2 separate regions of the Mus musculus genome follow, and region 1 is linked to region 2. A link is a contact called in public Hi-C data. All regions are on one chromosome and are shown on one strand. Each heading gives the region's core, a stretch centred on a gene start, on an enhancer-like site or on the middle of the called end of the contact. The rest is flanking DNA. Distances are from core to core; before and after follow the strand shown.

The links. Hi-C and Micro-C count contacts between places; a contact is called where the count stands out from the background.
Region 1: a Hi-C map of liver shows a contact between it and region 2, with 2.4 times the contacts expected there. The contact joins the promoter of Ndufaf4 here to the enhancer-like site in region 2. A contact is called at or near these places in 2 of 39 promoter capture datasets (hippocampal neurons and liver), 1 of 484 Hi-C or Micro-C datasets (liver) and 2 of 115 datasets of contacts at active chromatin or transcription factors (embryonic stem cells and large pre-B cells).

Annotation. Positions count from the first base shown.
Region 1 is chr4:24,893,542-24,899,701 of GRCm38.p6, reverse strand. It overlaps Ndufaf4 (NADH:ubiquinone oxidoreductase complex assembly factor 4), which reads right to left and starts at 1,619. Exons shown (of 3, transcript NM_026742.4): 1 at 1,400-1,619; 2 at 1,026-1,129. The coding sequence starts at 1,535. It overlaps Gm46848 (a long non-coding RNA gene), which reads left to right and starts at 1,580. Exons shown (of 3, transcript XR_001784261.2): 1 at 1,580-3,012.
Region 2 is chr4:24,236,923-24,243,332 of GRCm38.p6, reverse strand. All of the region lies in intron 1 of Gm27243 (a long non-coding RNA gene), which reads left to right. It also overlaps the pseudogene Gm11892. Among named protein-coding and RNA genes, the nearest start is that of Gm27243, 190 kb to the left of the region's middle. Within about 2 kb of position 3,957, at least 1 of the 459 cell types and tissues checked has an H3K27ac peak or open chromatin away from gene starts, as enhancers often do. A contact at or near this core is called in liver, where this site is marked.

The DNA.
Region 1 (6,160 bases), core at 370-2,869, 660 kb before region 2:
CACACACACACTCACATGCACCTCATACTTAGCATAAATGGGAAACCCTCCTTCCAAGTATTGCTGAGCTTAAAAATAATACACTATGGCCAACAATCAATGTATCTTTATTGTGTGAAAATCTGGTACTAACTAAATCCTACTGTCACTATTAAATTATGAATATTATAGAAGTAGCTGTAATTGCAGTCTTTTGCTCAGTATTAGATAATACAAAAAAGTTTTGTAATGAAAACAAAAAACAAAAAAAACTTTGAGGGCTGTGGCTGGTACTTCCTCTTCATTTAATCTAATTCTTTGCCTTCCAGGCTGCAACTTCAATTTGCACTCCAGGCCCAGGGTTAAATGTCACTTCCTCAGAAGCAGCCTTTCATCTTCCCCAGCCCGTAATTACATTATAGTTGTACAGCTGCTCATCCACGGAATGGTCTGTGGTCCGCAACGTACCATGGGCCTCAGAGAGTAATTACTGTTTTAATCACTACACACAACACTTACACCTGACACAGGAGACATACCCATCATTCCAGCATGCTATATTAACTTACATATAATATTACATATCCTGTTGGGACACATCCTCAAAACTATGAACGTGCCCCCACTCCAAACCCCCAAACACTGAGGTTGTCATTAAGAGCATCTTAATTTACAGAATATGAAATAGCTCTCAAAGTCATACTGGTCACTCAGAAAACCACTAAAAAATGCCGTAACCCAACCCTACAACTTCTGCAATAAACAATTCACACAGGTCCATCCAATCAATCCCTTCACAGGTCTTTCGGTATACCCTAAGTATACCCTAAGTATACCCTAAGTATACCCTAAGTATCGAAGGGGGTCCAGGCCTGCCTGTGTCTAGCTGTCTGTGCTCTACACTGACTGCTCCCCTCTACACACACACACACACACACACACACACACACACACACACTTTGCACTTTCACTCGTTGCCCTCTTTTTCTTGATCACTTTCTCAGACCTCCAAAATAAACTGCCAACTTAATTAACGTATACATTACCGGCAAGGCAGGCACCGGATCTTTGGAATCGACATATACATCTCTTAGCAATGACAGCAGCTTGTTATCTTTTTTAGAAACAACTTCTTCGATTTCTGGATACTCTAAGGAAAGAAAATAAGCCATAGTATCTTTTTTTTTTTTTTTTAAGGAAAAAAATCTCTAAACTCGTAAACATGTACAATATTAAAAAAAAAAATCATCTGGACATCTTGGGGCAAACACTTGGACGAGAGTCTGCGTGCAGCCTGCGCAGACGCCGGGAGAGAGCGCGGGCTGCCTTGGGCTCCGGGATTCCTTCCAGCCGCCACCACCCGGGGCCCGCGCGGGGACGACCTCAATGTCACCGGAGGCCTGGGAGGGACTGCACTCACGACTCCGGTGCTCCTGCAGGAGGTCGCGGGTAGAAGGGTGCTTGGGTGCCATGGAGGGCTTCCTCTTGCTGATCTCTCGCTCCGCTCGCTTCTCCACGTTGAAGTTCCTTAAGGCGCGGGTCACGCGAGCCCCCATCTCTAAATCATGATGCCCTTAGTTCACTACGCACGTGTAGAAGCCACCGGCACCGGTGACCTCTGTACGCACGGAGCATGCGCACACCAGGGGCCAGGCACCGGTAAAACGCCGAGGACGCGCTCGTCGCCCCCTGGTGGCCGGGAGGACGCACCCTGGACTCCGCCCCGCCCACCCTTCCGCACAGGCGCATGCGCAGACATCTGGGCGTTGTCAGGGACGCCGGCCGGCGACTCCGGAGTCTTTAAGGATGAGCTGCTGTGATCCCACGGTTGCAAAATCCCGAGTAGCCAGTGTGGAGCGGAGATCTTCCAACCTCTTCAGAGGGCAGAGCGCAGGGTCAAGGTTCTGAATTTACCTGCCCATGCTTTTGAGAAATTGAGAATATTTGTTCTCAGCCGCAATTCCATTCTAACAGCCCTTATTTTCCTGTCCCTTGCCTGGAGCTTTCTGAGCCAATTTTGTGTTGGTTTTGTTTGTTTGTTTTAACTCTTTCACTATCTTGACATACCATTTTCCTGCCACTTTGTCCCTAGTGCTATGAGTTTTAGGCTTTCCTTCCCCTTCTCTCATAAGTAGTACTAACTTGACATACTCCTCCATTAGCGCTGAATCACCGTGCTCTTCTCAGCCCCATTTCTCAGCTCTACTGCCTCTCGAGTCTCTGTAATCTTGGCAAACCCTGGTGTAACTTAACGCTGTATTTGGAAAAAGAAAAAAAAAATCTACGGTACACATTCTATCTTCCTTTCCCCTTCTCTTCCACCCACCCTTTGTCTCTTCCTTCTTTTACGTTTCCGAAAGTATTCAATGTGATTGGCCCATAGTTTTTAAAGCCCACCAGCAAGAAAATAAGTTTTCGAATTAATATTTTTCCCAGACTGTGGTTGTGAAATCTATTAAAGATTTTAGCCTGGTTGGTTAGGTGAATAGATTAGTTGTGTCTAACCAACTTAAAGAAAAAAATTAGGGGGAGGGGTTTTCATTTTTTTAAGGACTATTACTAATTAAACTGTTTCATAATAGAGAAAACACTAGAGGGGTAAAGTTCTCACTGTTGCTTATGAAACCTGTCTCTGGAGATGGGTTATGTAGAAGCTAAAACCGTGTTCAGTGAGTTAATTTGTTAGTTATCCTGAAGGTGGCAGTCTGCTCCAAGATTTCCATCTGAGAGCTTTTTAAACAAGTTCATAACTGGGTGCCTTTTTTTTAAAACCAATTTCTCTGGACATCAAGAAATGTTCCTTGGCCTCATTAAGTCTGTTCTGTGCTTTAAGAATTATAGTAGCAATTCCACTCACTGCCTGCTAAAGTATTTTAAATTTTCATGTGATTCCACCAAACTTAGGGCTACATGAAAGTAACCTTACACAAGAGTTTCGAGTGAGTCCAGGACAGCAGATAGTACAAAATTAAAGATCTGTGAATTTCTACACGCAGGAAAGCTTGGATTTGACACTGGAAGAGACAGTGGCAGGTGAGCCTATTGTTTTATCTAGCCTTGGCCTGGGGTTACTCAGACCCTTAAAGACCAAAACAAGGCAGAGAGGCTCCAGCAGAACCCACCTTTGGCTATCTTACTTTGGTAATCAGAATGGAAACAAAATCCTGGACCATAAATCCATAATTTCAGCTCTTCTTGTCAAGACATACAATGTAGCAGAAGGTCTGAACTTAAGATTTTCTTTCTGGCTTCTGCCTGAGGATTGAAGGCAGACCCTCAAGGGAAGTCAGAAGTCTGCTTTTCTCTCAGCCAAACTGAAGTAAGGTTGATAGCTGATAATGAATGATAGTGATGAACTCCAAATATCACCAAAACAGTAAAATGCTAGTTTTTGAGAAGAGACATTTTCCTTTGTTTTGTTTCGTGCTGTATGCCCAAATGGTGCCAGGACAAAGTGGGTGTTTATGCCAAGATCAGTTTCAATCATTGACTAGCATGCTCTTTCCATGTGATGGTGTTGTTGAACCTGGGAAGGCTGGAACATCAATAGGCATTATAACAAGGGTCTAGAATGCCATCTGCCTTTGCCTCGCACTCGCAGCAGTAATAGTCACCATCAGGTAGAACCTGCAAGCTTCCCTCACCATTGTGTAGCAATTTCCTCCTGGTTGAACCTTCCCTCCTAAAGCAGGAGGGATGCTTATGAGACTCAGGAAGTCAACAGAGCTTACAAATCTGGGAAAGCTGAAGGCTACATGTTAAAGAAGGCCACTGAATAGTGCTAGGGAGAGGAGGATTAGAGGTGAGGAGCTGCCTGCCCGTCAGACAAAGAGCTCCAGAATTGCTGTCTCAGTGAGCTGTTACCCAGATCGCAGCAGGCTGGTTAGTGAAATGGCTCCTTACTAGTCATCCCGTTCCTCTAATGTATTCCAGTGAGTAACCCTCCCCCCAAAATTCACTGGCTTCCCAAGTTGGACTCTGGTGGAATTATATACTTTATCCATTCATTGGTTCCCTAGCTCCAGTTAGTAGACATTTATTCACGTCTTCCGAAGAAGTGTCAGGCACACAATACTTACCCTCCTCAGTTCTCCTCTCTGCCTCTACTCACCATTACACACTCCTCCCTGTACAGAACACACTTCAGTGTCCTACAAGGCATTTTAGAACTTACACTCAGGAAGTAGGTGACTCAAGTTCAAGACATACGCTAAAGGCGTTATAGTGAGCAAGTTGCAGATGTTCGTGGGTCTCAGAAATATCTTTGTGGGATATTGATGTTGAGGGAGAATCTCTCTAAAATCTGCACTACAGTACAGGAGTCAATGGATTTGTAAGAGCCCAATTCACATTATTTCTGAGGTTGTAGGTTTGGCTAGTTTTATAGTGACATGGAGTTACTTGTTTGTGAAACTTGCAACTGGAATCAGAGGCACCCAGACTTCAAGACAAAAGGCATTAGTCTTTTTGTAGATCTAGTGTTCAAACTAAGGAACTGTGAACCTTATAAATCACAGTGAAAAGAAACACAGATCTCTGCTCAAAAGAAATATATTATGAGCCAAATATGAATGACCATAGCTTGAGAATATAGATTCAGGTTGTCCTAAATGATATGATCTAGTGTGGGAGTGGGTATGTAAACTTTTCATAAGCCAGAACAAAAGAGCCATAAATTAATGGGCTTACCAAATATACTTATTGTGGCAAGGTTACCTAATAATAGCAGCTGCTAAAAGGGCTATTTGTTTTGGTTTACAGTCCAAGGCTATACAGACTATCAAGGCAGAGAAAGCATGGTAGCAAAAGTGAGACACCTAGTCACTTTGCCTCTGCATTCAGGAAACAGAAAAAAAAAAAAAAAAAAAAAAAAAAAAAAAAAAAAAAACCCTGGTGCTCGTCTTGTCACGCTCCAAACCCATGAAATAATGTCACTCACATTTCCCATTGCAAGAAACCCTATCAAGATAGGGAGCCCAGAGGCTTGTCTCTTTGGTGATTGTAAATTCTCTCAAGTTGACAGCCAAGAGCCATCCCACGTCTACTCATGATCAATTTGACATCATAACACGCCACTTTTAAGTCACAACAGTCTATCTATTGTCCTCATAGGCTCATGGCTATCTCATACAATGTATGTAGTCCAATTTCAAAAGCCCCCAAAGTCTTTAACAATCCCTCAAATTATACAAATGCAGGGTCTCTTCTGAAACTCAAGTAGTCTTTTAACTATGAGCCCCTAGAACATCAAAACACCAGTTACACACTCTCACTATATGTGTCACAGAATAAGCAGCTCCATTACAAATGGGAGTGATGGGAGCAAGGAAGGAGTGCACCAAAGCAAGGCTGAAACTCGAACAGGGCAAGCACCAAATCCTGCAGCTCCATGTTTGGCATCTGGGGCCTGTGATGGAATCATCTATGCTCTAAAGGGCTCAGGTAGCACCACCCCTCTACCTGAGGCACACTCACACAGTACTGGCATCTTTAGCATTTTGGATGCTCCATTGTAGCATAGACTCTACCTTCACAACTTCCTGCATTGGCCTCATGGGACTTCTTTATAAAGGCTCTACCCCTGTCACATACTGCTTGGCCTCTGAGGCTGTGTGAAACCTCGGTGTGGTGAGGGCCAAAATAACTATCGATTTCACATTCTTCTTCCCATGAAAAGCAGTACATAAATGATACTGCCAAGTCTACCTTTAGCCTGTCCCCTTGGATCACAGTTGTATGACCCTCCACATGTTAATCCTAGGAAAACCAATGGTTTTCAGTAGGAAATACTTTCATTAGCATTAGCTCAGTCTCTCACCTTTCAAAGGAATTTGTATTTTGAGAAGACGGGGCCTTTGATGGGGACCTTGCCCTCCGGGCATCTTTTCTATTGCTCCAGTGTAGAATTTCTACAATGTAACTGTTTCTGTTTAATGATTTTATACATACATATATATACTCTCAGATTACTGCAATTTAAAAAATATATTTTTAAATTAGTTGTGTATATGTCTTTGTGGGGCTAAGTATGTGTGAATGCAGGTGCCTGCAAAGGCCAAAAGATGGTGTCTTGTCCACTGGAGAAGAAGGTACAAGCAGTTTTAAGCCACTCAATGTGCTGGGATCCAAACTCTGCAAGAGCCATACACACTCTTATCTCTCCAAACATTGTTTGCAACAT
Region 2 (6,410 bases), core at 2,708-5,207:
ACTGGTAACATTTAACTAACCAGTACTTGGTCCTAGGTTATCATACTACATTTCCTTTTATTCCCTCCTTGGTGTGTTAGAAATTTTTTGGCTTCCTTTGTGGGCTTGCAGTTGTTACCTGCATTAAAAAACAACCACCCATTTCCTTCCGACCAGCTGTTCATCCCAACACCATTATCACTTGTAACAGGGAGACTTAAGCCATTTGTGTGTGTGTGTGTGTTGGTTTTAACTCAATTGTAAAAATGGAGGCTTTATATGTGAAAAATCAGTTTGTGCCAGTTTTGAATAATGGAGATTATTCTTGTGATGTGATATTTAGTGACAATAGCTTTAAGTATGTCAATCATGGTAGGAATAGAAATTATAACCAGATTGATTGCTCAAAAACCCGAATTTAAAAAGTTTACTGTACAACAAAGACTTCAGAATTACATTGTTATTTTTTTCTTCAAAATCAATTTCTGAGAGGTTCAAAGATCAAATACTAGAGGCAAAGAAAGTCAGGTGAGTCAGGCATTTCATTCTTTACTGTGGCTTTTCACTTCGCAAACCTAGCATGACCATGGTTTGAAATGATGCAAGTGAAAACAGTATTTCAAAGTCTGTTTCCTTTTCAAAGCTGAAAAATCCACTTCAAATGATGGCTTACAGGTAGAAGTGACCTCGAACTCTTTCTTAGAATTTGAGTTAGGTTTATACGTGCAGGTAGATGATCTTTGGCTTCACTTTAGAATTCGGGGTAGAGATTCTGGAAACTGAATAGCCCTTTATAGGAGCTCAGTGCCTGCTACAGTGTAGCTGTCAGAGGCGACTGTAACTGTGGCTGTGCACGACGCTTTGCATCATATGCATTTGCTTATTAATCTGAGGTGTTTAGCCGTACAGTTGTAAGATAATAATTTCCAAAATGGTTATTTATGTGGACTATGTTAAAATATCCCACCTTCTTCAATGATCTCCACCTCCTAGCTTCCATTTTTAAAAATAAACACCTTAGGCTTCAAGCAGCATGATTACTTAATACAAAAATAAAGACAAGAGCTGGGAATGTAACTCAGTGGTAGAGAACGTGCTTAGCTTGCTTTCAAATCCCCAGTATTAACAAAATAAGAATAACCAGGGTAAATGGCAGGGTCCCCCTTTCGCTAACCAGGCCCCGTTAACATTACATTCGACCACATTAAAATGTTCTACAAACTCCATGATAAAAATCTGAATCTCTGAAGGTTGGCAAGAAATCTGGCACAATGAAGATAAATCTCACTTGTAGATTTTTCGAGGATTGAAACACTTCTACCTCACCATGCAAAGAGGAAAAGACACATTTGCAAGCTATTGCTCAAGAAACACATTTACATCTGAGTTGATGCTATTTGAAGGTTTTAAGAGGCACAGAAATGATACGTGTGCCTCACCACTCCAGACCTCAGCAAACAGATCCCACGTAGTGAAGTAGATGAAAGGGTGACGGGCACAGCACACTTTCTTATACATTAACACTTTCAATAAAAGGGGAAGGCAGCGCTGCACAGACTTCATGGATTTAACCCAGGATTCTACTCACAAAGGAAAAGAACATACTTTTAGGGAGAGTGTTGGCTCTATCTAAAATGATAGCATATTTTAAATAATGCAGGGATTATATTTCTGTAGAATCAGAATTGGTCATTTTGATGTTTGGCTTGACTTTCTAATACTTTGTATTTTTCTTCATACTAAGTTAAATACTGCAGAATTCTTATTCATCTTTTCTTTATCAGAATTCATGTTTTTAGCTATGAATCCTCATGTGGCTATTTGTACATTTAGAATTATAAATGATAGATTTTATTTTTCTACCATATACTGAAATGTAGGCTCTTGGATATACAGGTCCAGACTAATTTTAGAACGGGAGTTTAAAATTTCACAGTTCATTATTAATCTGCAAAGCTAAACATCTGAGCTAGTGATTGAATTACTAAAGAAATTCTGAAACAAAATGCTCTTAGCTGTAAGTCTGGTCTCTGTAGGTCCACTTTTAGAATTGCTTGTGGTTTATATGGATTATTTTTAAGGGAAGTACTTGTACAAAAGTTCAAGGGTGTGATATTTACATGTTCCCTTTACATAGCACACAACCTGATTTGTGAGGAAATGAAGGGAATTTAAATTAAAATTTTAGGCCATGAATGTAAAATTGCTGAGTATTTTGACATAGCACAGGGTCGGGGAATTTTTTTTTAAAGTCATCCATATAGTAGTGGAACTTTTAATAAACAATAGTTCTAAGACAATTTCTTTATGGAAACAGAATAGTATTTATGGAGTGATATTGTGAGTACGTTAAGTAAAATGAAATAAGATTAGCTTTATTCTTCCTATAGACCTTCAGAGGTTTAGTTGCCTGAATTACCACTTCTTCCAATTTGGTTTTCACTCCACTCAGGCATTTCATTAACCTGTTCCTGGCTCTGTCGCTGGTCTGCAGAAAAACCAGGCAGAAGCTTTTCTGAACAGATTGTTGACAGTGTTCGCTGTCAGATGTGTTTCTGAGTCCAAGGGCTGTGGTTACATTAGAGTGTTAGAGCATTCATGTTCATTTTGGTTAAATGATATCATATAAGTTGATGCTATCTAATAATATTTAAATAAAAGTTATGAGGTAGTATTAGATAAGAAATATTTTAAGCAGTAGTTTCTCTGAAATTATTTTGACTGTTTCAGATCTGGAATAAAGACATCAACATTGAGGCACATTCCTAAATTTTGCTACTTATGCAGTGAATTATTGGATTTGTAAGTAAAACTTTTTGTAAAATGGTTGATTTCCTCTCCAAATTAGGTGTAAGGTGCTCAGAGGAAGGGCATAAAACATTGTAAGCAGATGTAATCATACATTTCCCTGGGTATAATAAAATTCTCCTTTTCATTCATTAAAACGCTCAGTTCTATCCTGGTGAAATAAATTACATGAATAAAGTTGGCACTGAAATGCATAAAATATATTTTTACATTAAAATTATATTTACTTTGGATTTTAGTTTGATATGTTTGCATTGCTCAATAGAGCATTTTGGTTCAGGTAAGAGAACTTTAAAATCTGCACTGGCTAAAAACAAACAAACACTCTTTGAATTTGAAATTTAAAAGCACTTCATAGTTGTGTGGTTCAGGCAAAGGTTTAAAAGTCCAAGGCCAACTGTGAGTCCATAGTTGGAAGCTAATCTAGGCACATGAAAGTATCTCACAAAAGAGAAAGTCAGAAAAAGAGAGAGAGAAAAAGCAGCATTTTGAAGTTCAACTTTCTATCCAACACTCTTTGGTTTGAGTTTATTGGTTGTTATCCTTCTGAATGAGAAAGAATGTGCTCACCACTTGTGCATAGCAGTCTTTTCTTGTGTCGGGATGTTGTAAGATGCCAATTGCTTCCGTCTTTTGCTTATTTTGAGATTGCTGTCTTGCTTGCTTGTTCATTTCGAGATCAAATCCACCTGACAGTGAGTATTATTTGCTATGTTGTGTTTGGCAGTAAGAAGAAGCCACTAGAATGTCACTCATTAAGAACCACCTTGTGAGGACCATCAAAACTCAGCTCTCCATTTCTCCATTTCTTCATATCTACATTTTGCTTTTCTGATCTGGTAAAATTTTTAGATACAGTTCAGCCAACACCTCTTCAGAAGGCCTGGCACTATTTTAGATTCCTTCATGGAAACAGAGAAACGAGACAAGGAGTCTTGAAACTTCTATTCGAGTGGCACTAGGAAAGCAAGGACTTTATATACTTTCTACCTTAAGCACACCATTGGATCAAAGTGCTTGCCTTTGATTGACTTTCCCATCAGACTTGCTATTTCTGAGATTTTTTTCCCCCACAAATATTTATTGAGTGCCTGCCATGTGCCAGGCACTGTTTACCCCCAATGAGAAAACAAAACGAAACAGAAGCAGGACAGAGACAGCAGAAAGAAATGGGAGGAGGACAAAGGGCAGTTGGAGAAAGCTGAGGGAACTAAGCAGCCTGGGGTGATGCAGGGCTCCCTGGCTTAGGCCTCTTCTGCCTCGTCTCTGAAATCCTCTTCCTCTTCTGTGGTAGCATCCTGGTACTGCTGATATTCAGAGAAGAGGTCATTCATATTGCTCTCAGCTTTGGTGAACTCCATCTCGTCCATGCCCCCACCTGTGTGCCATGGAGGAAAGCCTTCCGGTGGAACATTGCTTTACACTGCTCAGAGGTGCACTTGAAGGTCTCCTGGATGGCCATGCTGTTCCCAATGAAAGTGACTGCCATTTTGAGGCCACGTGGTGGGATGTCACAGACAGATGTCTTGACATCGTTGGGGATCCATTCCACGAAGTAGCTGCTATTCTTATTCTGCACATTGAGCATCTGCTCATCCACCTCCTCCATGGACATCCGATCACGGAAGACAGCTGCAACTGTGAGGTACCAGCTATGGCATGTGTCACAGATGGCCATCGTATTCTTGTCATCGAAGACCTGCTAGGTAAGTTCAGGGATAGTGAGCGCCCGGTACTGCTGGCTTCCATGGCCATTGAGAGGGGTGAATCCAGGTATGAAGAAGTGGAGGCATGGGCATGGCACCATGTTGACAGCCATCTTTTGAAGGTCAGCGTTAAGCTGGCCTGGGAAATGGAGGTGGCTGAGACGGGATGGTTCTGATCTCCATAGGTTGGTGTGGTGAGTTTGAGAGTGCTGAAGCAGATGTTGTAGAAGGCCTCGTTGTCAATGCAGTAGGTCTCATCCGTGTTCTCCACCAGCTGATGGACAGACAGGGTGGTGTTGTAGGGCTTAACCACGGTGTCAGACACTTTGAGTGAGGGTACCATGCTGAAGGTATTCATGATGCGGTCAGGATATTCTTCTCTGATCTTGCTGATGAGCAGGGTGCCCATGCCAGAGCCCGTGCCTCCACCCAGTGAATGGGTCAGCTGAAAGCCTTGCAGGCAGTCACAGCTCTCTGCCTCCTCTGCACCATATCCAAGACAGAGCCAACTAGCTCAGCTCCCTCTGTGCAGTGGTCCTTAGCTCAGTTGTTGCCTGCCCCAGACTGACAAAAACAAAGTTGTCTGGTCTGAAGATCTGGCCAAAGGGACCTGAGTGAACAGAGGCCATAGTTCCAGGTTCTAGATCCACCAAAACAGCTCGAGAAGCATACTTGCCACCTGTGGCTTCATTGTCGTATAGAGAGATTCGGTCCAGCTGCAGGTCGCTGTCCCCATGGTAGAAGCTTTCTGGAACTCTCTAGGTTTCACAGTCCACAGCTCTTCCCTGTCTTGGCCCTTCACAGCTACCCCCCTCCCATTTTCTGTAGTTTTAGCTCTCCATGGCTGTCCCACCTTCTCTTCTACAAACCTTTCTAGCCTCGGCTTTCTAGAATTCACAGTCTCAGGTCCCGGGACCTTGGAACTCTTCAGAAGCCTTCTAGTTCCCACTGGGTGTGTCTGGGTCTGGCAACCCCAACAGTTTCTGGTGCTTGTGTTACCAACTCAGAGCACTCTACTTGTGATAAAGACCACAGATATGAAGAAAAAACAGTTGAATGAGGTTTTATAGGTGTCTAAGTTATATTCACTTGTGTGTTTGTGTGCAGGTATGTATGCATGAGCTCACACATGTGTGAAGTGCAAGTATGGTGAAGACAGGCATCTCCTGGTCTGTTCTAGGAACAGTATGAAGAGAGCTGCTTACCTATCCAGTCATACCTTCATAGTAATTGTCATTGGTAAAGGTGGCATTCTTTATCACTGGACTCAGGATAGGTTCAAGGAAGTATCAAAGCAACTGTGGGCAGGGTGGGGAGAGGTTTTACCAGAGGGTCAACTAAAGTTCTTATAGCCTAAGTGCCTAGAATTTCTGATAGAGTGGCCATAAAAGTCTCCTGAAGAAAAGTGGTGGTCATAAGACTGTCACTTGGGTGTCTGTGGCGTGTGTCTTTGGGTGATAATGCTGGTTTGATGTCTCTAGTATTGATTAGATGGCAGGGGGTTTCCTTCAGCAACTAGGAGGTGTCTAAAGCGATGATAGTTGTCATGCAGACAACTGGATGAACTCCAGAGCAAGCTGTTGCTTGACTGACAGCTTCAGAAATTTTGATAAATGTGATGGAGGGGAAGCTGTGGCTGCTGCTTACCTCAGTGAACCTGGAAGATTGGCAGAACCACCCACAATCTGACTGGATTTAGGGTTCCTGAAGATCTCAACAGGAGTTTTTATTTGGCCTCCATCCCTCCCACCTGGGGTAGTTGTCCAGTTCTGCTTCTAGGCAAGGACTAGTAAGGAGAGATTTTGGGCAAGGGCCTGGCAGTTGTTAGTCTAGTAGCTGGAATTCAGCAGTCATTGACCATTTCAGTCATTATGAAAACAGTCAGGAGTGTTTCAATCAAAGGAATGTGAGATTAAC